4 separate regions of the Mus musculus genome follow, and all the other regions are linked to region 1. The links are chromatin contacts, called in public Hi-C and HiChIP or PLAC-seq maps. All regions are on one chromosome and are shown on one strand. Each heading gives the region's core, a stretch centred on a gene start, on an enhancer-like site or on the middle of the called end of the contact. The rest is flanking DNA. Distances are from core to core; before and after follow the strand shown.

The links. Hi-C and Micro-C count contacts between places; a contact is called where the count stands out from the background. HiChIP or PLAC-seq counts read pairs in DNA pulled down with a chosen protein or histone mark.
Region 2: a contact with region 1 is called in a FOXA1 HiChIP or PLAC-seq map of pancreatic cancer cells. The contact joins two enhancer-like sites. A contact is called at or near these places in 3 of 484 Hi-C or Micro-C datasets (cardiomyocytes, pancreatic cancer cells and ventricular fibroblasts) and 2 of 115 datasets of contacts at active chromatin or transcription factors (heart atrium and pancreatic cancer cells).
Region 3: a contact with region 1 is called in a Hi-C map of uterus, with 2.0 times the contacts expected there. The contact joins two enhancer-like sites. A contact is called at or near these places in 5 of 39 promoter capture datasets (the 3T3-L1 cell line, cranial neural crest, hippocampal neurons and 1 more), 6 of 484 Hi-C or Micro-C datasets (the C2C12 cell line, the N1E-115 cell line, adipose-derived mesenchymal stem cells and 3 more) and 1 of 9 other capture datasets (embryonic tail).
Region 4: a contact with region 1 is called in a Hi-C map of epidermal suprabasal cells, with 1.8 times the contacts expected there. The contact joins two enhancer-like sites. A contact is called at or near these places in 5 of 484 Hi-C or Micro-C datasets (epidermal suprabasal cells, granulosa cells, muscle stem cells and 2 more) and 1 of 115 datasets of contacts at active chromatin or transcription factors (heart atrium).

What each region holds. Positions count from the first base shown.
Region 1 is chr17:62,780,894-62,787,241 of GRCm38.p6, forward strand. All of the region lies in intron 1 of Efna5 (ephrin A5), which reads right to left. Gm52303 (a long non-coding RNA gene) reads left to right here. Exons shown (of 2, transcript XR_003952355.1): 1 at 1-3,449. It overlaps Gm46583 (a long non-coding RNA gene), which reads right to left. Exons shown (of 2, transcript XR_001782160.2): 2 at 1-6,348. Among named protein-coding and RNA genes, the nearest start is that of Gm52303, 5.8 kb to the left of the region's middle. Within about 2 kb of position 3,833, at least 144 of the 459 cell types and tissues checked have an H3K27ac peak or open chromatin away from gene starts, as enhancers often do. A contact at or near this core is called in epidermal suprabasal cells, pancreatic cancer cells and uterus, where this site is marked.
Region 2 is chr17:62,553,538-62,559,885 of GRCm38.p6, forward strand. No RefSeq gene overlaps it. Among named protein-coding and RNA genes, the nearest start is that of Gm25800, 100 kb to the left of the region's middle. Within about 2 kb of position 3,929, at least 14 of the 459 cell types and tissues checked have an H3K27ac peak or open chromatin away from gene starts, as enhancers often do. A contact at or near this core is called in pancreatic cancer cells, where this site is marked.
Region 3 is chr17:62,595,684-62,602,031 of GRCm38.p6, forward strand. No RefSeq gene overlaps it. Among named protein-coding and RNA genes, the nearest start is that of Gm25800, 140 kb to the left of the region's middle. Within about 2 kb of position 3,303, at least 21 of the 459 cell types and tissues checked have an H3K27ac peak or open chromatin away from gene starts, as enhancers often do. A contact at or near this core is called in uterus, where this site is marked.
Region 4 is chr17:62,631,404-62,637,751 of GRCm38.p6, forward strand. The region is part of intron 2 of Efna5 (ephrin A5); the gene reads right to left. Among named protein-coding and RNA genes, the nearest start is that of Gm52303, 140 kb to the right of the region's middle. Within about 2 kb of position 3,793, at least 4 of the 459 cell types and tissues checked have an H3K27ac peak or open chromatin away from gene starts, as enhancers often do. A contact at or near this core is called in epidermal suprabasal cells, where this site is marked.

The DNA.
Region 1 (6,348 bases), core at 2,583-5,082:
CTCTAAGCTTAAGCATGAGCACATGTGCGTGTGCACACACACACACACACACACACACACACACACACGCACACACACACACTCATAAAGCATGCCACTGTGTTTCGTGCCAGCATGAGGGTGGTACATATGTACCTTTAAGTCTCTGCTCATCCACTTAATGCCAGTCTGGGCCCAAGTGCACATATAAGTCAGAGCTCCGACTGCTCACAGCCAAAGCCAACTCCATTGAAGTTAACAGAAATGACATTTCCTTTAAGAACTTCTCATAAAAACCTCCTGGCAAATTAGACAGCAGCTGTCGTGAACACAAGACGACAGCCACAAGAGCCAGGGGTCCTGTCCTTGAGGGCAGAAGTGGGGCCAGGGCCAAGAGTTTTGTGCTTCTTCTCTAAGCACAGACATTAGTGCGGTTAGGACGGACTGCAGACCTACACAGACCTACACAGACCTGCAACAGACTGCAGGCAACCTGGCTGCGGAGCTTCCTACACTTGAGATGAACCCCTTCCCTCCCCTTCTCTTCTCTCCCCACCCCCTTACTTCCTCTTCTTGCAGGTGGCTTTTTAGAAGGCTCCTCTTACTATTATTATTTTTTTTTTTTTTTTTTTTTTTTTGGTTTTTCGAGACAGTGTTTCTCTGTGTAGCCCTGGCTGTCCTGGAACTCACTCTGTAGACCAAGGCTGGCCTTGAACTCAGAAATCTGCCTGCCTCTGCCTCTGCCTCTGCCTCTGCCTCTGCCTCTGCCTCTGCCTCTGCCTCTGCCTCTGCCTCTGCCTCTGCCTCTGCCTCTGCCTCTGCCTCCCAAGTGTTGGGATTAAAGGCATGTGGAGGTTCCTCTAAAAACACAGGGGCCACCACAGAAATGGCAGCTACAGTCTGAAACCCACACTGTGAAACAATTACACACTACTGTTTTTCAAATAAAAGACGTGATGGTAAACTTATTCATATAAAAGACTGTAGATATTTTCTTTTTAAAAAAATATAATATTCCACGAAACAGTCTTTGAGTAAAGGGCACTGAACTATTAAATTCTACCCCAACCAAATATATTCCAACTTTTATTTCAAGTTCAAAAGAGGAGAAGGATAGGCTAGAACTATCTGGATTCTTTCTATAACTTCTAAATTTTGACACAGTGTGTGTAAGGCATATTTCAAAGATGTTGTATCTGTTTAACACAAGTTCAGAGCAGAGGCCCAGCTCCTGGTAGGGGAGAGAAACTCTTCCTGTATTTTTGAGAAGACCCAAAACTGAAGGACCTCTAATTTCTAGTAATTATCCTGGTACCTTACAGCCCATGATTACAGATATAACCATGCCCTGAGCTGCCCTCCAGTTTGTTCTAAACTCAGTGCTTGTAATTAGTCTTGATTAATACTCCACATTTCATATCAACAGAAACAGTGAATCCAAAAGACCCTGTGTTTTCCTGCCTCATGGAGTCCCGCTGCTGTACATGTTCTGTGCCTTCATCAAGGGAACCTGCTGAGCAAATGGGATCGGACAAAGCCTTGGCACCCACCTGGCCTAACTATTCCCGGGGAAGCAGCAAGGCCTTTCCTGTAACCATCTTAATCCCTTATATCAACTAATTAATACACAGAGAAAGCTTTTACTTGTGTGTGAGCAATTATACCAAGTTCCTGGTCAGTGTCCAAATGGATTCACAATATAACTCATGAACAATGAGGCTTAGGGAAAGACATCATCTAAAGATGACTTCTAAAATGAAGAAGAGCTTGAGAAGCAGGCATTAAATGACTCTGTTAGTAGCAGGGTGCCGGGACAGAAAATAAATGCCATTCTTTTTTTTTTTTTTTTTTAGTAAACTAATTCTGAGGCCTTATTTTGCACATGTGTGACTACCTTAACCAGGCCATTTACATGAGCAAACTAGAACCAACAGATAAAGGAGTTGTGACTCTCTCTTTAGATAGCTGAAATGGTTAAAGACTTGCAAGGGGCTGAAAAGCAAGAAAACGTCATGTCCTCAAATAACTGCCAACTACTAAACATCTGAACAAACTCACTGCGCACAGACTCCTGAAAGCTACCCGAGACTCAATGAGTTCACCTTGCTGCCTCGGCGCTAAGTACCTGCTCTCAAGGTCCTTGTGTTCTTTCCCTTTTAGAATGTGTAACAGGAAGCAGTGATTTGCGAATCACGGCTGCCTGAGGACTAGCTGAAAACTGGAGCCAGCCTCAGAGGATGGGGAGCAGAGGAGGGCTCAGAGCCTGAAGCAGAGTACAGCATCCCCTGCTGCAGGTTCTGCCCTCCACCTCACCTCAGCCAGAGTGGCAGTCGTTCTAGTGTCAGGGCAGCTCGTCCTCCAGCAGAGCAGAGGGCACAGGATCCTAGTGGCTCGGGCAGTCGAGAAAAGGCTCTCCCGATAAAGCATTAGATTGTGGTAACAGGCCCTGGTGTGCACTGGGAACTCTTCCTGTGCAGACGTCTGGCTGTCTGGCTGGGTGGGAGGACTTTATCCAATAAAGGTCCAGCACCAAGTTCATGGAAGCCAAGCTTTTAAGAAACAAAATGCTTCCTCTAGTCACCACCCTGATAGACTGTCATCTACCACACATTCACACTCATGTATTTGTGTGTGTGCGTGCTGTTTAGACTGTCAGAATTACTGTACTGAGTCACCCTTAGGAATCAGACACTGTCCTCCCAGCTAGAAGAATCGCCCACCCCTGGAATTTTCAGGATCTTTTCCCACCTTTCCCAGTGTATACCCACTGGCAGGAACCAAAGAGCTATCACCCTGACAAGAGAAAACAAGCTGTGGGCCACTCTAAGGAAACAGGTTTTTCCTTCCCTCGTAGAGACATTCTTTCTTGGTGAGCTCATGTAAAACAGCAAAATGCTCAGTGAACATACTTGGTCCCATTCCCTGCAGGTGACTGTGCCCTTCAGCTTGACCTGTGATATAGAAAGAGAGAAAAAAAACCACTCTCCAGTTTCTAAGTAAAAGGTGACCATTTGGCAGCTAAGGTGATGGAAGCTGGAAACAGTGATGTGGAAGAACTTGTCAGACAGGTGTGGCCCGGGAGCTGGGAACACAAAGCAAAATGTTTCTGGGGGCCAATCTTGAGCCAAATTAATTTAAAAGGACAGGATAGCGACTGTGTGATGTTTGTGCTATGTTGGTATTGGGGGAAGAAAAAAAAAAAAAAAACTGTTCTTATCTGGCAAGGGCGCCCCCTGCTGGCCGCCACTCTGAACTCCGCCTCTTGGTCTCTCTCCAGAGAAGGCAGAATTGCTTGCACAGCACAGAGAATCCGGCAGGGTTAGATGGGCGAGTCCCTCGCAAAGCACACAAAAAGAGCAAAAGGTGCGGGTCACCGCCCCAACCACAATCTACCTCCGTCACGGTTCTCTGCAGTCAGATAAATTACAAGGCGGCTGGAAAGAATGACTACGCTGATTACTGCTTTGCAGGTGAGACGTTGGAAAGCCAGGGAGGAAAGAGGCCATTTTATGGGGCCCAGCCGCAGAAAGGATTCCTAAATTACACTCACATGTTTATAGCGCTTGACTATGGGACTAAATCTCCACTATCCTTCTAATGGCTCCGGTTTATTGTGACATTCTTAATAGTAATTACTTAAGGTCCCAAGCACATGACACAGCAGCCTAGGATTAAAACCCATTCGAACAGTAGACAGAACACCTTGCCAGCGAGTGACCTAAAATCAGCCTTGTGTTCCCACGCCATCCCCCACTTACCCCCTATTTCTTTGCGAGCTACTAGGTGCACAGACATTTTTTCATGAGCTGCTCTTCCAGTGTCTCCGCTTTCCCCTCTCACCTATTTTGTCCTATGTTTGGCCTCTTACAAAACCCTGCTAATGTTTCACAATATTGGCACACTACCCCCCCCCGTCGTCTCCCCCCCCCCAAAAAAAATTCCAGCAAAACACTTTGGGCAGAAAACACTTTGTAATCTGGGGCTCGTGTTTAAACTCGCTGTCGTCCATTGGAACTAGTTACTCAAGGAAAATTGCCACGGCGCTCAGCTGGTTCAGACTACCACAAAGAAAACCTGTTTGTGGAGGCACACGGGTCTCTGCACTCCTGACAGAAACGTCATACTTGAGCGTCTTTAGCTCGGAGTTATATGCCCTTAGTCTCCGAGAGTTCACCAGCTCAGGCTGAACTTGGCTTCCCCCTGGGACCTCAATCTCATGTCTGTTCCCAGCTCTCGACTTCAAACACGGGGGACAGGGATGCAAGGCATCTAGGCGTGAGCAGAGAAATATAATAGACAAAACAAACATGCTTCATCCCCTTTGGGTCACTGGGTCTGGTTTTCATTTTCTAGTTTACATACGAAACCAAGGGGTAAGAAGAAACGCCCATGGAATACAGGACCGGGGGTGGGGGGGGTGGGGGGGGGATCCCTTATTTCTGAATTTTAAAGACACTGCCATACATCGAAACGGGTTGTTTGCTCTTTATTGGATCCAGTTTGCTGAAATTTTTAGTTTTCAGTTCTTTGTGTTTCTTCTGCAAGTGGAAGACTACCCAAATGAAACAGTTTATAGTTATCCTTGTATGTGCTAGTTCGAAGAACGCTTGCTGACCGTCAGGTGTGTTTTTGTCCCCATGTCCGATGTGGGACAATATTTAATTCAAGAGTGTATTTTATTCACCTCTTGCCTTAGCTGGTCCTGTAGGCAGGCATCCCCAGGAATAGCTTGATGAGGGAAATGTTTACCTACCAAAAGCTGTGAGAATGACAATGTGGGCTGATTTTTATTTATAAGAGGGGGGAACTGAGCAATTTTACAATGAACCCGATCAATCTGTACCCGTTTGGGGAATAATTCTTCTCTGAATAGAGTTATCAAGACACCTGTAGTTTACCTGACCCTGTGTCTACAGGAAGCCAGAGGTTCTCATAATTATGTTCAAATGCAAAGAACTTTTACTGGTTACCACTTAGACAGTAGATGACCCCCATAAGACTTGGGATGACTTCAGTTGCTCCACGTGTCCAAAGGCTCCAAACTGCACATCCATGTTCACACATGCATTCTCTAGGAAAGCCAGAATCAGCCTCTCTTTATTTCAAATGTGGGGTAAGTACAGTGGCTATCAGCTGGACAAGCCGTGGAGAAGGTTATTCACCTCTGCAAACATCACAACAGTAAGCCATGTGCTAGCACAAGGGAAGTCCGCCATCTCTCAGGAAGCCAACCTTGTTCTGGTTTTTTTTTTTTTAAGCTACACTGTGTTACAATACTCTCATATTGTAACAATACTTAGAAACTATGTCAGCAAGAGGAGAGAGAGAGAGAGAGAGAGAGAGAGAGAGAGAGAGTATCAATAAATAAGCTCTGTCTGATACCCCTCAGATTAAACTCAATATGCCATTAATATGAAAAGAATTTGACAGTTTACATAAGGGATGTGACCTGGTGCCAACAACCTCTGGCTTCTTCATTCTCCAGATGGTAGCAGATTAGCAGGCAGCCTTTATTCTCCTAAGAAGATTTCCCCCCATGGAAAAGCTATAAAGACCAATTCTGTTCCAAACTTCAAGTCTCCTTCACAAATGTCTACCCAATTCTAGGCCTTAACTAATGCCTATTAAAAGAAGCCCTTGGGCTCAACGTTATGCAGTGTGGGGGGAAAACACTAAAGGCAAACTTAACTCTAATGCCTGCCTTTAAAAGATCTATTGACAGAAGCAGTAGGGAGAGTTTGAACTGATGTTAACTTAAAGAAAAAAAGCTGGTGAGATTCAATTGTGGATGTGAATGCTCGAGTGAGTTTGATCTTGACGGGGGCTTAAGATAAGGAGGATAAAAACCTAAGCCTACTTACACATTAAAAAATGCAGTCACACTACATTCACTACACACACCGCTCGCAATTTGTTTTATGCCCATCATCACTGAGGGCGTTGAAGGGCACCCTGTATCCCGGGGTACAAAGCCACAGCAGAGGGCAATTACTCCGCTAACATGAAGAACCATTTCCTGACATCACACAATGTCCCCCTTTACACTCGATCTTCCAGTGTAATGCAAAATAATATAATTGAACTTTTCTTTAGTTTTCTTCTGAAGGAAGAAACATAACAGGTGGATAATCAAAGAGATCTGAGAGATGAAAACCAGTTCTTAACATGAAGGAAAAAATAAAACATTCTTCCCATATCACACAGGACGGAATCTTTGAATAATTAGGGAAATAGCATATTGATAAACAGACTGACCCAAGCAGGTTAAGTGGATACCCTCCCTGATGCTTGGATTCCTCTGTGGCCACGGGGATACAGGGTATCCGCATGAAGGACCTCCTCTCTAAGAACCACGGGAACCCATTAAAA
Region 2 (6,348 bases), core at 2,679-5,178, 230 kb before region 1:
CCATTCAGCTCATCGCCCCTAAATCCTGACATTTTCTCTCTCCCCTGGCTCATCTCTTGCCATGGTCTTCCTGCACATCTCTAACATGGTAACAGACATCCTTTTGTTGAATAATCCCTTTGTTTGATGACCAAGTTTGAGTTTCTGAAAATAAAAACTATGGCAACAACGACGTGAAGTCTATCAATTGTTTTCTAAAGACAGTTCCTGCTTTAAAAAAAAATCCTTAGATCTCTCTGGAAGCAGACATCTTGATATGTGCCTCAGACATAAATTCAAGTCATGGGAGGTCCGCTCTGGGCATGAGTGGAGGAAGAGAAGCAAGTCCTTTGCTTCTACGGTTGTGTCCAATCACTTAGCTGCACACATCTTGACTGTCTGCCAGGCTTTTCTGCATCCACAAGACTGCATCCGCCTCTGTTTTCGGCAAGAATCCACCTGACCAGCGAGTTACAGTTCTAGCTCCACCTGTATCTGTAAGTCTGAAGAGCTTGTTGCTTTTTTCCACCAAGAAATGCATTGCTGATTATTATAATAGATGCCATTTTTTTTTGCATTGGCATCTTACACACTTTCCTTTCTTATAGTTTATTAACTTATTTAATTAGTTCTATATTTGGAGAGGATATGCACATGGGTGGTGGCCAGAGGTTAACTTGGAGGACTTCATTCTCTCCTCCCACCTTGTAAGTCTTGGAGAATGAATTCAGGTTGTCAAGATTAGCAACGGGTCCTTTACCTGCTTATCTGATGAGCAGTCTTGCTGGCCCAATTAGTACCAGTTCTTGAATACTTACTCTATGGCAGTGACCTGACCGAACTTCAAAAATACTGACTCATTTAAGTATCAGAACAACCTACATGAGACATTTTTATATTCTTCATTTTATGAACAAGGACATGAAAGTAAGGGAGTATTTTTCCCAAGGTCACACTACCTGTGGTGATGGAGATATGATTTGTACCCATGTATTCTGTCCCCAGAACCTGAGCTCTCCTCACATACCTCTGCTTTTAGAAAACTCTTGCTTTCTCTGTCTGGAGACACTGGCTAATTTTAACTGAAAAAATAAACCTCCCTTCAAGGTTGATCCTGTCGCGATTTTGAAACCTCAGTCCTAGGATGTTTTCACATTGATTAACTGAGGACGATCACTTAGTCTAGCATTATTATTTCAAAAATTACTTACAGCTCGTTACTCTGGCAGGAAATCAGTAGAAGTCGTCATTGTTTACGTCCTGCCGCTAGAACACTACACACAGGAGCTATTTCCTGAGTGGGTATTCAATGAGAAAAGACAGGTATTCAATCACCCTGACCCCAGAAAACGTAAGTGAAAAATGCAAAGTTGTGTAAGAGGGAGTCATGATGGATATGCAATTAGTATTGAGCATCTACACCTTGAGTGGGACCCTGTCTATTCACTGCCAGAAAGATTCCATCAATTTGCTTATTCGCATAAGACAACAATTTTCTCAAAGTATAAAATAATTATAAGCAGTTTACTTAGTTACCTGTGAGTATAATGTCTTCGTATATATACTCCTGAAAATATAATGGGGTTGTTTCTCAAGAAGCATACTCTAAGCTGAAAATATCATCAATTTAAAAATATAAATCTAACGTATCCCGTGTATCAAACACCGTATCTTGGCAACACAGTTAATGTGTAGAGTAACAGCTGTTTGTCCTGGTGGTCCTTGTGATCGAGTAGAAGTAATGGCTGCTGCTACCTTCCAGTGTCAGAGAATAACAGACTAAATGTTGCTAAGTTGAAGAAAGACCAAAAGTCATAATTTGATGCCTGATCTCTAATGTGTATCCATTGCTTGTGTATGATTCTACAATTGAAAAATTGTTAAGTCAAACCATCTCAAGTCAGAAAATGGCTATATTTATTATATATAGCCATGCTCCATAACAACAAAATGTTTACTAACAGTCTGCTAATGGTTTGATAGATTAAAGGAAGTGGCAACAGGAAACCTCCTCTGACTTGTTACATGCATGAGTTCTTTCATCCACTTCATTGGATGACGGAAGGAATGGCCTCGGAGCAGAAGAACATGGTATTAAAGTGTCCAATTTTACGGAGAAAGTAAAATCAAAGCATGTTCAGACTCTGGATTCAAGCTCTTACCTAAATTGCTTATTATGGTAATTATGAGAGTATACCCGAGCTACACTTCTGGATGGTTCCTCCTGTATTTTGCTCTTGGGTTGGTACTTTACCACCCCCCCCCCCGAAACCAGTACAGTTCAGAGACAGGAGATGAGAGACAGATTGCTATGTGATGGTACCCAAGGATAGGACAGTTGTGTTTGCCTATCTGTCCTTCCCACCAGGAATCTTCCACTTTATATTTGTTCTATTCTGAAGTTGTGCCTGAGGATAAGACACCATGAGAAACAGATGCACTGCTTACATGACCGTATATCTTAACTCAGCAATGGTCCTTTCTTTACACAGTGACCTAATATTTATTTACCTGGCAGATCAAATGTCATGTTTGCTGGCAGATATCATGAATCCAGGGGATATAGTACTAGTCAAGTCAATTCTCATAGAGACGGTGGGAGAAGGAAGAGGAAGGGATGGGTCCACCTGAAGATGGAAGGCCAAGGGTGAGCCCTTCTCAGGAGTCAGATATTTCAAGACAGGCCAAGGGAAAGGTGCCAGGTAGTTCAGCTAACTTAAGACTCGAGGGAGCCCGTATTGTTCCTCTCTGCCAGATAATAAAGGAAGAAAACATAAAACATTAAAAGGTATGTTATCTGTGAAATGCAACAGTCTGGGGGTGGGGTGTCGGCAAGAGATGGAAATATAATGGCTAAGAAGGTCAGGGTCACATCACCTCCATTTTCATCCTCACATAGCAATCTTAGGACTGTAATAACTAATTACTCTGAGGTTGGTGGATAGAACAACAGAAATCGATCTTCCCCCAACCAGGTGTCTGAAAGCCCCAAGTGGAGAAGCCGGTGCGTGGATGGTGTCCCGAGAGTACTGGAGAGAACTAATTGCTTCCATGATTTCCACATCAGTGATACCAGGGACCATGGGTGGTTATTGGCTTTCAGACAAACAAGGCCAGTGATTCCTCTGCTATGTATCTGTTTCTTTGTCTATCTTTTTATCACGACTTGGATTAAGGATCATCCCAATCAAGTCTGGCATAATCCCGACTTTTAGAAACATATATCTGTAATTAAAAGATAATTATTCCACTCCTCTTCCCGTTTCTCCTTCCAACTCCCCCAGTGTTCCCTGTCTTTCTCCTCTCCACGTCTCCCCACTCTCCAGCTCAAATTGATGCCAAATTGTTACATATACATGCATATATTATATACACGTGTAAATATACAAACCCAGCCTGCCGAGTCTGTTTTTCTTGCCCATGATTTCTGGAGCTGACAACTTTGTATCAGATAAACATTTAGAGGCAGCATCTTAACTCAACACATTTTTTTTTAATACATCCTAATCATACATAAGGTCAAATCTACAGATACTGAGGGTCAGGATGTTAACAAAAACGTTTACAAGAAGAGAATGCACCATAGGCCTTTATCTGACCCGCAAGGAACTTAATGTATTCTTAGAGATCACTATACCCAGGGCCTTCTCCCAATTCGAACAGGATCACTCATCAGAGTGGACATTTGGCTCAAGTAGGTAAATTAGGAAAACCCGACAGCTGTGATTATGAAACCAAATAGCTCCTTGATATTTCAGACCGCATCCTTATTACGCTCAGACAATATTCCTATTGCATTCTTCCATTTGGAGCTTTTCCAGCATCAGCATTCCCATAAAGTTTTCAGAGTTTCGCCCTTGGTAATGATCCAGCACTTGAGCACAACAGTAAGACTTTGGCCTGGAGACACAAAGGCTCCCTGTTAGGGTGGGGCGTGGCACCTCGGGAACACAGAAGGAAGCAATGAGCTAATCCCTGTGACAAAGGAAGCTGACCATCCAATCAAAGAGGGTCTTAAAAGACAGGAGTCCTTGTGTTTATGAGGTAGCTTTAGAGAGGTTCTGAACAGATCACAGCCTGGATAGTAACTAGATAGGTTTAAGGTGTAAATGTAGTTTCTGCTTCACTATTTTGCCATCTCAGGGGGTTTTGCCTTGTTTTTTTCTTTTAACTCCATCCACACCCAAATTCCAGATAGTGCAAAGAAACTAATTAACAGGCCAGTCACTGAATAAATAAAACTTAAGTTAACCATGGCATCTACTGAAAATGGGCCAATGTTAATGATCCTACACACCCATGCAAAACACAGTGAGTTTGTCCACTGCCATAAGCTCTCGGGACGCCCAAGAGAGTGAGTGGACAGTTTAGAACAAGCGCAAATAAAATGGAGATGCAACTGACATCAGAATCACCAATTGACAATGCAGTGCCATCGCACAAATTAGAGAACCTGAAAAACCTTAGAGGTCTAAGGGAGACAAGTGAACTCTTGAACTCTTGAAAATCAGATTTTTTTAAAGATCTGAAGGAAGCCACATGCTAAATAATAATACTTTAGAAACACAAGCTAACCACCAGCTTCCACCTTCAGCAAGACTGACCTATATTACTTTCAATTTATAGACTCATCTAGCTAAGACCACTGAGAATTAAGCTTTGTGCTGCTTTCTCTGCCTGCATTGTCAAAAAGAATGAAGAAACCCTGAGTACCTACTCCATGTTTCACAGTGCTTTAAAATCTGGCCATTCAAAAATAATCAGGCAAAACTCTTATACAGATACCACGTTAGCAAAAAAAGATAGGGAAGCAGATTGAAGCTTACAGTCAGGGTATGAGACAATTTGGGAGGAAGTTGGCTTTTTCCCTTACTACATAATAAATATCTTAAAATAAGAACTTCCTTTTCCAGATAAGGTTCTTGTAGCCCAGGCTAGCCTCCAACTCACTACATAGCTGCTGCGGGGAACCTTGAGTTCCTGATGTTTCTGTCTCCACCTTCCAAGTGTTGGAATTTCAAGTGTGCAAGAGTGTATCACCACTCTAGGCTTTTTAATATGTTCGAAGACAGACCTTAGTATGTGCTGGCAAGCCCTCTACCAACTGACCTGTGTCTCCAACACCACAAACTACCTTAGCAGGCAACAGTTTCTTCTTGGTTTCACTGGCCTTTTATAGACACTACAGAAATAAATACAAAGATGTGATAATGTGCTCGGTAAATTATATGAGACGCCTAGAAATGTTCATTAGCACAAGGTCGGAAATCTCAAAACTTTATTATTATTATTATTTGCTGCTAATAAGAACAAATGTGGAAAGTTGAAAAAGTCATACAGCTGTGGACAGACAAGGAAAAACATAAGACAGACACCACAACCATACATCATACTTATGGGGAAGAGAGTGCATACTTGTAATCCCAGCACCAGGAAAGGAAGAGAGCCAGCCTCCTGCAAGTTCAAAACTATTTTGTTCTGCACTACAAATTTCAGGGGCTACATACCAAGACCCTGTCTTAAAAACAAACCTACTTAAGCCAAGCGGTGGTGGTGCACAGCTTTAATCCCAGCACTTGGGAGGCAGAGACAGTCGGATTTCTGAGTTCGAGGCCAGCCTGGTCTACAAAGCGAGTTCCAGGACAGCCAGGGCTACACAGAGAAACCCTGTCTCAAAAAACAACAAAAAACAAAAAAACAAACAAAAAAAACCAAAAAAAAACCAAAATAATAAAATGAGCAGGTCCCCATATGCACGTTGCACAGGGTGACCTATGGCAGTGGGGACTTCAGCCTAAGCATGCCCTGCTTTCTGTGCACAGCTTTTTGGACTCAGCGGATAGATACATCAGTGCTGAAACCAGTCCATGAGCATCCTCTCAGCTGGGCACTAGCAGAGAGCCCAACCCAGAACTTGTGATACAATAACAAATTCTGATATGTTCTATGTTCTGTAAGCTTTTTTTAAAATTTGTGATAAAGAATGCAGATGTTTTAGCTCTTTGATAAAAACCAAACCTTTTGAGGGAAAATAATCATTGCCCCCTTTGAAGTTTCTTCAACTATCTGAAGAAAGTCCTAAGGTTCCAGAATGCACTGCTAAAATCATCGTCCTTTTGTACCCAATTCATGGGTGTGGTTGCTTTCAGTGTCATATAAGTGATACAAAACGCAAAAAATAAAATTGACCATGGAGCCTGCCTCCATAATCTTTATAGCATAAAGTATGTGAGTTCACTAATATAGTGTATGTCTCCTTAATTTTTTTCACAGTAAGCAAATATATAAAATTTTAAAATAATGTTTCAAAGAAAGCACCAATTTTACAACTCTTATACATAAACAGTTTTATGTGATATTGACTTAGAA
Region 3 (6,348 bases), core at 2,053-4,552, 190 kb before region 1:
GTCTCACAAGAGACAGCTATATCAGGGTCCTTTCAGCAAAATCTTGCTAGTGTATGCAATGGTGTCATCGTTTGGAGGCTAATTATGGGATGGATCCCTGGATATGGCAGTCTCTAGATGGTCCATCCTTTTGTCTCAGCTCCAAACTTTGTCTCTGTAACTCCTTCCATGGGTGATTGTTTCCAATTCTAAGAAGGGGCAGGTTTCAACTTCCCATTCCCCTTTCTAGATTTTTCTTTTCATTAAAACAACAACAAAATAAAACAAAACAAAACAAACAAACAAACAAACAAAAACTAAAGCGTTATATTGTAAAGTAAGCAGTCCATGTTGATATGATATGGAAGGGAAACTTCATTTTAAGATGAGAAACTGCCATGACTTGTGACCTACCTCTCCCATTCTCTCTAATTGTTCTGGAGTTGCTTTCTATAGCTTCCATAGGAACAAGCTACTTAGAAAAAAAAGATGAATTTGCATTCTGTTTTTCAGAGAGATTCATGTTTGTTTTATATGAAAGGTTAGAGTCTTTCCATTAAGCTCCTCTTCCTAACCTATGCACTTCTCAAGGTCTGGAGCCTGCATCACAGATACTGAGAAGGAGAGAGGTAGCAACAGGCACAGGTGTCATCCCCTGCTCCCCTCTCAGCAACCACGGGCACACTGCATGACTATGCTTCAGTCTCTTACATGCACTTTTGCAATGGAATTAGTTTCCTGCAAATAACTAGAGCACCAAGATTCTAGAACCACCACAGACATGATTCTAAAAGCACAGACAGGAAGTACCAAGTACAAAATTGTGCTGGACAAAGACCTATCACTGCATGATCTGCCACAAATCTGGTCCTGCTCTACGTTGCTGCCCTGTACATGATCAGGGCAGAGTATACTAGACAGAAGCCTAGAAAACACCAACACTGCAATGATTAAACCTCAACTTTTGCTTTTTGTAAGTCTCCCAGTAAAAGATGTGCATTAGCCAGGTGTGGTAGCAGATGTCTTTAATCCCAGCCCTTAGGAGGCAGAGGCAGGTGGACCTCTGTGAGTTAGATGCCATGCTGATCTACAGAGAAAGAGTTCCAGGACAGCTGGGGCTGCTTTACAGAGGAATCCTATCAAATAAATAAATAAACAAATATTAAAAAAAACCAGAAATTAATGAATGAATGGATGAATGAATGAATACAAAGGAGAGGAGGAGAAGAAAAGAGATGAGAGGGGAGGGGAGGGGAGGGGAGGGGAGGGGAGGGGAGGGGAGGGGAGGGGAGGGAAGAGAAGAGAAGAGAAGAGAAGAGAAGAGAAGAGAAGAGAAGAGAAGAGAAGAGAAGAGAAGAGAAGAGAAGAGAAGAGAAGAGAAAGAAGGGGAGGGAAGGAGAGGGGAGTGGGAGGGGAGGAGAAAGGGAGGGGCAGAGCAGAGTAGAGCAATTCCTTCAGGCAATTCTTTTACTTATTTATTTATTTATTTTTATTGCTTGGGACACCGCTTCCAGAAGAAACTTCCATAAGTTTGCCTGCTGTGTAGCTAACAAGCTGTGTTTATGTCACTTACCTTTGCTTTCTTCTTGTGTGTCTTCTATTTCTTCCTATCATCTTAGAAGGGTTTGGCCAACAGCGGGAGAACCCACTTTCTTCCTCCCTCTACCTGGTACTGTCAGAATTGGGCCAGGGTAGTATGGTATGTGTGTCTGTTTTGAATAGCCCAGTAACAGAGGCTGATGTTCTCAGTCCACAGAGTGGGTAATAAGTCTCGTGAGCAGGATCGATGATAAAAGGAAGAGAGAGGGAGGGGGAAGCTAGTCTAAGAGATGAGGACAGTCAAACAATCCAGCTGAAACCAATTCAGCTTACTAATGAGTGCACTTGCTAGTGTGATTTCTTGAGACTCTCCTGATAGTTCACCTCTCAAGTCAAGTTAAAAAAAAAAAAAAGATTCCATGCCAGTTACAAGGGGCAGAACTGTCACTTACCCGGGAGATTAAATTGCTTTGTTGAATACTGACAGGGACTAGGGAAGGGCTGAAACCACAGAGAATGCTGCTCACTCTAACTCATGGTAACCAAGAGTGAACCAAAGGTGCGCAAGTTATACCAACTCCAAGTCCACACTAACAGAACCCTGGAAAGGGAATTTAAGGAATTCCTGAAACCAAGAATCATGTTGGGTCATTTCTGCAGAATCTTTGTGTACAGACTAGTTAGACTTTTGAAGGTATGGGCTCTAGTCCTTCAGTCTCAGAGTCACACACTCTCGTGCTGAGCCAGCTACACCAGTCAAAAGAGGTTAATTGTAATAATGGCTGTACCTGGCCTTGGAACATTGGGTCACTCTCCGGGTAGGAAATAAGCATAATTGAAGGAAAGACACCAAGGGTCCCTAATGCCAAGTGATGCTTCTGCCAGAGCAGATGGTGTCCCTGTGCAGCTGAGCTCTGGGAAGTCTCTACGGTGTGGTGCGATATGTGAATATTGCCATGGTTGGCTGGTCATCCCCCTACCCTTTTTTGCCCCTATGCCTTTTAGATGCTATCAGACTGATTTCAAATATGCCTAGCATGATCCTCAGTGCCCTTTCAAATGCCACACTGCTTAGGACAAACAGTGCCCTGAAGAAAGCTGCAGTGAATACATAAAACTAGAGAAAGTAAAAAAGGCCAAGTGTGTGTATGTGGATGAAGGGGGACTGGGGTGGGGGAGGAGGTGGTGGGGGTGGGGGGAGGGGCGGCACCTGAAACAACTCACAATACAGATTACAGTTGATTTTCCTCACTGTCAGGTACGGCACCTACGGATTCAACCAACCACTGTTTGAAAACGCATCTGTACTAACAGTGTAGGTAGGTTTTTTGCTTGTCATTATTCCCAAACAGCCCCAGAACTAGTTACAGAGCACTTACCCTGTTAGGTATTGTAAGGAGGATAGATATGAATTATGGTATGCAGAGATATGTCTGTGGTTTGGTTTTTTTTTAATAAACACTACAATATTTTATATCAAGCACTTGGGCATCCATAGGTGTTGATTTCCACAAGCTTCCTGAATTCTGTCTAGATACCTAGGATTAATTCACCTTTTCCCCAAGTTCTAGAGATAAGTTTGAATATGTCCAAAAGGCATGCAATGACTTGAGAAATTAGAGAAGAAAGTTAAATTGAAGAGTAAACTTTTATGGTAAACCCAGTGACTCACAAATAAGTATTTGGGAAGCTGCCCAGTTCCTTTCTCCTGATTGCAGGGCTTTGGAAACTTCCTTTAAAAGGGGGATAAACATGTCATTTGTTTTTCCTTCAGCCCTGGTTTTTAAGTTCTTAGGAATGGGGAGTAACATACTGGGGCCCCTGCCCAAATCCTACTGGAACTTGCCTCTCCTCCTTTCCTGGAATACCTGGGTAATGCAGCTTGCTGGGCTCTGTTCTTGTAGGGACAATCCCCCTTCCCAGTTAATTCTTCCGAGCCTGCTGGAAAGAGCCATTGGTTTATATTTTATTCTCCATGCCTTTGAGATCTCGGGATGAAATACTTTCTATAAACCACAAAGCCTATTACTATTTTAAGTACCTGCATCTTCCAGAAGGAACACGCTGGCTCCCTGCAGGAGAAATAAATGGAGTAGGCTTTCGGGCTGGCACACTGTCTTTAGTGAAAAATAAAGAAAAGACAGAGATTGTCCTGTTCTCTCCACTGTAGAAAACGTGTCTCAGGCTCGTCAAGCAGAACACGTATTTCCAAGGAAGCACTTGTCACACTCCACCATACAAATTACGGGGCCTTTCCTGGGGGGGGGGGGGGGAGCGCAGGGGTATGGACAGGATCAAAAACAAAACAAAACAAAACAAAACAAAAAGCGTAATGATAAAATTTACTTTCAGGGATGTGCTTGGGACTGAACGTGTTCTTTCTCTTGTTTTAGGGGTTTGTTTCATGGCTGTGAAGGAAAGAAAACTACTTTGGCTACTTACATTTCAAAACATACGTGCAGTTTGAGAGAGCACCTGGTACTTGTGAAGAAAACAGCAGGCGAAAAATATTTGGTTCTATTTTCCCATTGTCATCTCTCTTTGAGTTGTCTTTTCCCCCCATCCCTCCCTTTGTGTCCCTGTCAGGATTGACAAGCATCCGTGTGTTACCGAGTGACATGAAGTTCTTGCTTCAATAATCATGGTAAAAATCCAGGGTATTTCAAAGCACATTATTGACTCAGAGAACCACCCACTAGATTGGAGTCTCCTGATTAACATTGATTGACAGCATCCTTGAGGTGCTGGGTTTCAAGCCAAATGGGTCAGGTCTGCCCATGTCCCTCCCTCCTGTGGCTCTGACACTGGGATCTTTTTTTTCCCCATAGCTACTATGATATGGGTTGCAGTTAAAGTTTCTCGTGTTGATGATAGAGAAAAACCTCCTGTTCAAGTAAAGACAGACATACAGACAAATAAGTGAATAAATACCCATAGCAAATAACAAGAGAAGAAACTAGTGGGGTTTATTTGCTCTTCTTCCCACCTCTTCCTTTCTATTCATCTGCTGTCAGCACCAGTACTGATGGTGCTGTGGTTGGCAGCCATAAGGCAGAGCTCACAACAGGCTTAGAACGAACAGTGGTGGTGGGGTTATATAAGCAATTAGATCGTGCCTCTATCTTAGCAAGTGCAGAGACCATTGAACAGAGTGTGGCAATTCGGGATGGAAAGAACGAACAGTTCATCATGTTGGGACAAGCTAAATGAACAGGAGGCCACTATCCCTACTTCTTCTCCTCAGTCCTAAGGGTTGACTCCAGAAATCCCACAGGAAAGGGTAAAAAAAAAAAAAGCACTCTGCTTGGGAACAGGAAGGAGATGGTAGTCCTACCTGGAAATACCATTTACACGGTGAGCCCAATGACTGGGTAGTAAGCTCTTCTCAAGTGTGGCTTGATAGATCACCTCTAACTAAACCTTTGGTGATAGATACCCTTGACTGTTTTCCTGTGCAAGGCAATTCCCGGTCTCTTCTTCTTCTTCTTTTAATCTTAGGCATTGACTTATAATCTGTATTTTAACCAAGGGACAGAACCAATACAGATTTACCACTCAGAGTGGAGCAGAAATGGTTCCATCCTTAAAACAGGCATACACATGCATTTAGCTGCTGAACAACTTAATAAAATGGAACATATCACCCTAAAAACTGACAGAAGACTGGCCTGATTAGTTATTTATGATTTTTTAGAATCTCCTTTCCAAAGGGAAAACAGAATGCTTCCACAGCAGTTTTACAATGCATTCCTAAAGGATTGTGATATTATTAGCTGAACACGGTACAGCTTTGCAAGAAATCTCTAAGAAGGTGTTTTACAAACAGTTCCCAGGAAACTGTTGTGGTCAATGAACAATTTCTCAGAAGTACTTGAATTTTTATAGCACCTATATTTACTATTTATTCCTATGAGATACAAGATTCTAATATGTATTTGTATTTTATTTACATAAAACATGGCAATCTAGATGTTAAATATCCCATGAGTCTTTATATTCAGCATCTGGAAATGACTCCAAATTCCAAATGCCTAGTTGGGAAAACTAAGTGTGATTCCTGTGACATTATTGTTCACTGGTCTGCCATCTCTGATCCAGCTTGCTTTGCCTTTACTGTGGATAGTACTCTCTTTTGAGTGCTCCTCACTGGAAGCTCACAGCTAGGATCAAATTGCCCATCCGTTTACATGTTTCACTCTGTTTTGTTTCCTTAATTATGTGTGTGGCATGCACACCATGTGTATGTATATCCATATGCATGTATAGCCTTCGTCTTAATGGAGATCCTGAGCCGTTTAACACAGGTACAGACATGGATTCACGAGCAGCTATGACTTACATATAGTGGAATCTGAAGCTGTCACCCCTTTTCACTGGCCTCATAACCTTAAGGGAAGAAATGATAACTTCTTGAAGCCAACATATTCAAAATTTGTTTAGTGACACTCATCTTGTCTTGGGCTCTCTCACATTTGCTGGCATTGTTGCAGCAATGGTGATAGGCCACCTCATGATACCATCTCTTGGGAAGCCTACAGTAGCTTTTCACTTACCAAGTTTTCAATTTTGTAAAGTGTTTCTAACTTCATTTCGACCACTGTTTATATGATTTCCTTTGAGTTTTCTAGTCTTAAAATCCCCAATTTTCTTCACTCATTCAAAACAAAAAAAAAGTCATTTAGCTATTTGTGCATGGTATAAAAAGGCCTGAATTTTATGCTATTGCCAATACATAATTACTGCTAAGTTTTCATGTAAAGTCTGCCTCACCTCACACTGCAAACATCACAAGTCCAGATGGTGAAGACCTTTCCATAGAGCCCTGAGAAC
Region 4 (6,348 bases), core at 2,543-5,042, 150 kb before region 1:
AGCCAGTCAAGAGACTAGCATGGAAGGGGAGGTGCTTTTTGTTTTCCAGACAGGGTTTCTCTGTGTAGCCCTGGCTGTCCTGGAACTCACTCTGTAGACCAGGCTGGCCTCGAACTCAGAAATTCTCCTGCCTCTGCCTCCGAGTGCTGGGATTAAAGACGTTCACCACCACGCCCGGCTAGTGAGGGGCTCTTAACGGAGGAACTATTGACTACTGATGGCATCTGGAGGAGAGCAGTCAGTTTTCTCTAAGGACGGAGCCCCCTGGTAGGTTGACCTCATCCTAGTAGCTGGTCCACACCTATGAGTATCTGGATACTATAACTTGGCTTCCTTGGGTTACAAAGAAAAGAATGGAATTGGGCTGGGGTGTAAGGGTGGAGGAGTTAGAGCTAACAGTTGGAGGAGAATAGGATCAAAACATATAATATAAAATTCTCAATTAGGAAAATATTATATTAAAAGAAAAACTAAGAAATTGGAAGCAGATTAGTAGGATGGGTCACTGAATGCAGGCACTTGCTCCCAGAACCCAGATAAAAGAAGCCAGTTATGGTGGAAGCACATTTGAAATACCAGTTCTGGGGTGGTGAAGAAAGGTCCATCTCTACAGCTCATGAGCCAGACAGCCTAACTTAGGAGGTAAGTTCCCAGCCAATGAGAAGCCCAGTGTCAAAGAGCAAAGAAGATGGCTCCTGAGGGATAATACCTGAGCATGACCCCTGGACTGTACCTGCATGCGCTGGGGAAGGCTAGGGACTGACTAGCACCCTCTTAGCAAAAGAAAAGTCATCCAACTCCATAGGACAAAACTGGAGCCAAGTGAGCATCCCCTAAGCCACTTTTGAATAACAAACAACTTACGAGGAATTAAACGCTTAATGAAATTATTATAAGGCACCTCTGCTGAAATTTGTGAAACAGTTTGGCTGACCACACTTCTCAGAGCATGGAAAACCCATGTGGATAATATTCACTGATGTCCCTTTTATAGAAAGGAATATAATGTTACTATTTTAAATAACTGCAGAAAGTTATGGCTGCCGCATCCTTGACGCTGATGCGGGGTTGGTCACTGGGATGATTTATTTTCTTCTCAAATATACGGCCAGAGACACAGCCTCAATTAAGACATTAGTCCTGAAGGAAAATGGGAGGCATATTACAACCATCCACTTTATGACTCTATTTCTAGAAAGCGCAGGGGTGAAAAGTGGGAGCTGTCTATGATACTAATTTGAAATACTAATGAAATCACAGAACTCTTATTTCTTATAAGTAGCTACCAGCGCCCACTGTCTACACAGTATAAAATATATCTACACCTGTGTAACTTCAGCCAAGGCCAGAGTGGCAAACAGAAAACAACACACACATATTACTGCTACCACTTAACTTCCATAAACACACTACACCACAAACAACAAAAGCATCACCACCAAACAACACAGACTCATTGCTACCAGCTATGACAATAAGTGATCCACATTGCCACCAAGAGCAAACACATACACACCAGCATAGCACACCACAAAACACACATATCACCATAATACCACCACGCAAAATAATGTGTATATGCTGCTAGCACCAAACAACACATACACATTGAAACATTAGCACAACCACCCCACACAACACACATGGACCATACCACAAAACAACACACACACACACACGACTGTATTGAAAAACAATACATAAACCACTATTATAACACCATAAATGACACACTACATCACTACTACAAAACACATATATATCATCACCACCATACCACACCACAAAATAATACACACATGTGCCACCACAATGAAACATCATACACACATTGCCATCATATCATCATGAAACAACACACGCACATTACTATTATATTGCCACAAAACACACAACACTACACTATTGTACCATAGCATATGTACCGCCACACCCCACTACAGAAATTACAGTTGTAAACAATGCCACAGCACCACTGCAATTACCTACAGTACATCCTCATCACATTACATTGCCACATGAACAAACTACAAATTACTACCACCATCCTCGTATTAAGGAATAAGTTTATAATCTTTTTTTTTTAAATCCAATTCTTGGGTACCGAGGAGAATTTTACCTTTCCTTCAAAGAAATGTTCTTCTAGCCTCTTACAGTTGCTTAAAACAGACAACTCCTTTGGCTTCTAGTAAGTACTCTGGTTCTGAAAAGCACATGTAAACCACCTTTTAAGAAATAAAAGCATTGCCCAAAAGGCTCTGGGACTATTAACAACAATCCCATTTTTGTAAACGGAGCAGCCACTCTGGCATTTGTCTTCTGTAAAGTCATAATTGTCCCATGTCATACTTGTTTAAAAACCATGCAGACCTCTAAACATCCCCTCAAAGAGAGAAAACCAATGCTACATCCTCTATGCTCTGCTGCAGTTAGAAAGTTTCCTTGGAGTGGAAAACCGAATTTAAAAGTATTTATCAACATCAGGACTTTGTTGTCATTGATGTCTGCTAGACCAAACTTTTGCAAGCAAGACTCTTCTTGCCCAAGTTTTGGGAGGCTTGGGAGGTGCTGCATTTCTTGGATTCTTGATGGGCACAGTTCTCCCCATCCTTTGCCATCTTTTCTTCCTTTCCTTACACCACTGCATTTCCAGCAAAGGGAGAGCATGTGCAGTCTGAACACTCAGCACCTTAACTTTTCAAGAGTGAGAGACGGAGTTTGAAATTATCATCCAGTCTTCTTTCAACTGAAGAGCATAGCTCAAGGTGCTAAGTTCCCTGCCAGGTTTGAGTGTAAGACACTGGGCATTTCTGTGTGGGAACGTTTGACTAAAGTCTTCAGCAACCTGGATGGATTTGCAAATGGTATCATGTAGATGAAAGCGTCTTTACCATGAGTGTCACCATATTCAACCTCAGACCTGAACTCACAGAGACAAGATGACGCCGGTTATTCCTGTCTGGATTATCAGTGACTAAGATGAGGGAAGCTCTACACATCCACACCCTAGAGTAACTTCCGAAGATGTCAAGGTTGAGTGAACCTTTGAGATCCTGCACCCAGAACCCAGGCGCCTAACAACTGCCTTTCTTATATTCCACAGATGCCAATTAAAGGACCTTAGAAACAAAAGGCTTTTCTTTCTTTGTCTCAGAGTCTTTGTTCATTTCATGCCACCTCTATCAAAGGAAGGAAAAGCAATTAAATGGGAGAGAAATCCTAACTGAAGCATGCATACCAGTATCATTAATGGGTTGACCTCAGTTAATCCTGGAAAGGTATTAGGCAAATACAAGAGTACTGTGTAAAGAATATTACCGTGTGACAAATGAGAACCCTAAAGGAGTTGATGCCCTGCTTCAGATGCACTCAAGTAACTTAAATAGATTTTTCTCAGAGGTTCTGAACCACTGCACTTGGCGTTTTACAGTAGAGTTCATTGGTGAAGTGCACACTCGCTTTGGTCATTAATTGTTTCAGTCCATTTGGCACCATTACCTATTTTACTTAGGGTAAAATACAAACCATCAAAAACAAAACAAAACAACCACAACACAAACCAAAACACCCACCACCACCACCACCACCAACAACAAAACAAAACCAAACAAAAAAGCCTGTTGAAAAACTGTCTCTGCCGTATTCCATGAATTCTTGGGGCTGACAATCATGGTGCTCTTTATTCTTGCCAAAGGACAGGCATAGATGCCAATCAAACCCATCCTCCCATGACCCTGATTCCTGAGTGCAACCACTCAGGAATGTGGAAATACTGCAGTTAAGAAAAGCACATGACTATGACTTGATGAGACATGCCACGTTCTAGATCCCCAGACTTTAATCCTCCCCATCCAGTGAGATCAGGTTAACAGAAGCAAGTTCTTTCTAGAGTAATGGGGAGGTTGTGGACGTTGCTGGAACTGATAAAAACTGTTTCCATGCAGAGGAACTTAATTAGTGGACATAGCACTGGTGGATACTGCCCTTTGCAAATGGCAGAGACACCAGGAAACATTCACAATGACTACAAGGGCCAAATAGTTGGCAATTACTTCAGGAAGCAGCCTCAAAATTAAAACAGTATCAAACTTAAGTTGGATGGGTAATAATAAGCCAGGAAAGTAGAAGAAAAATTGGCCAACATGTGTTATATGTACATACGAAATTTTCACAATAAAACCTATTTTATATAATATACTCTAGTAAAACTAACCATGGCAAGCTAATGAGAGATTGCCTGTGAAATAATGCATGCAACGCGTATGCATCTCCTAAACACAGGCATTTTTTTTTTCCTTCTGACAAGTCTTGCTGAAACTTAAACAACTTGGGTTGGGTGATACCAACCTTGGGAGACTTATTGATTAGCCAGTTTCTGATGGTGATAGAAAGAAATATCATCCCATATGTCTCTACTGCATAATTTTATCAGTGAAGTGACAAACCATGCTTTTTAGTGGTGCCTTGAACTGAAGTGGAATGTACAGTAAAATATGGATTTCCTCAAACGAATCGCCAAAAGCATTAATCTTTATCTAAGGACCCAGAGTAACAGTTTGTTCTGAGTAGCAGGTGGGGGATGGAGAGAAAATGTCTTCCAGAAAGCACTTTGGCAGTCAATCTGGCTGATAATAAAGCCTGATGAAACATCTGTGATTAATATTAATTTTAATTCTCTCTTTAATGGATAATTGTGAAAAAGATAATTTATCCCATTTCATTTAGATTACAGCTGAGTTTCTCAATTTAGGGAAAAAGAATATTTCTCTATGGTTTTTCAGGTATGAGACACTCTATGAGAGAAAAATCAGTGCGCAAATCCTGCCAACGGTAAAGTAATTTTCTAGTTAGACCTTGAAAATATTTTGTACGCATTCATCTGACCACTCCAGACTTGGATTTGAACCAAGCGATGCTTCTCTGAGTGAGCCGAATGATATTTCTACATCTTTACCACTGTAGAAAAATAAATGAAGCCAGTGAACTGAATTAATGCCTTTTGAACTGAATTAATACATTTCGGTCACATTTGATACTATAAAAATTGTGAGAAAAATGTACTTGTGTGTAAATGACAGTGAGCTATTTCTGACGACTACTGTATTTCAAACTGGTTGATGATAGGAACTATTTCTGACATACGCAAATGTATAATTTAAAGTACCCATAAAGATTTGTCATGGAAGTAACCATTAATTTTGATAGAACTAAGAAAGTAACTAATTGCCTCTCGGATATCAATATTAAGAATACCATTTATTAAACTAGCACTTCGGGTGGCTCATTTATAGATGGGTACCTTCAGGCCAAGGTTGAGATGTATTGCCCAGTTAAACATACCTAAGTGAGGTGCACCCCAGGCCCACGTGTCTCCATTGTGAAATTTTTTTTTCTCAACACAAAGTCTTTTTTAAAGGGAGATGAGACAATAGACTTATTTTCTAGGAATCAGAGCATATTATTGGGGTTTTAAAATGACTGCTGTCTAACCCGATTTATGAGTGGTAAATGGTGATTAAATACACATCCTTGTTGACCTTTAATCATAACCAAATCATCACTCCATTTAGATACAGGCTCTGACATCAGGCAGAGGAAAACAAGCGATCAAGCCCCAAAGGTCACGAACAACAGGCGTTGGCTTCTTCATGCGCCTCTGACAACCTTGGGTTGTATGACGGATGCCAGGCTCAGTGACTTTCCTTTCCTCTCTCTACAGAAATAGCTTTGCCTTCCACATTTGTTAACCCGAAATGAATGCTGCACACCCGCTAGCTTCCTGCTTCTGGTCTCCATGTTTCTGGTTTTTATCCTTGTCTAAGCAGCTTATTACTATGTAAAAGGAGTTGATTTTATAATAACATTTTAAAAATTGTATATATATATATATATGTATATATATACACATATACACACATACATGTACATATACATATACATGTGTGTATACATATACATGTACATATATGTGTGTATGTGTATATATGTACATATATATACATATACATGTACATATACATATACATGCGTGTGTATATATGTGTGTGTGTATATATATATTCATGTACATATACTTATACATGTGTGTGTGTGTGTGTATGTAAAGGTATCACAGGGTTGACCTCGGTCTCCTTTGCCCCAGCTAAGTTGAAGGAGAATCTCTCTCTGAGGAAATAAAGACAGCTTGGTTGGTAAGACAGTAAGAAAGATGGCTTACCACCACGAGAATGATAGCTCTCAGCATCTCAGCCTACCTCAGTTTGGCTTAGTCTTCTGTAGCCAGAATTCCCTTAGCTATGGTAACACTCAGAAGAGAAAATTTCATCTTTTTGCAAGATTGAAGCCACC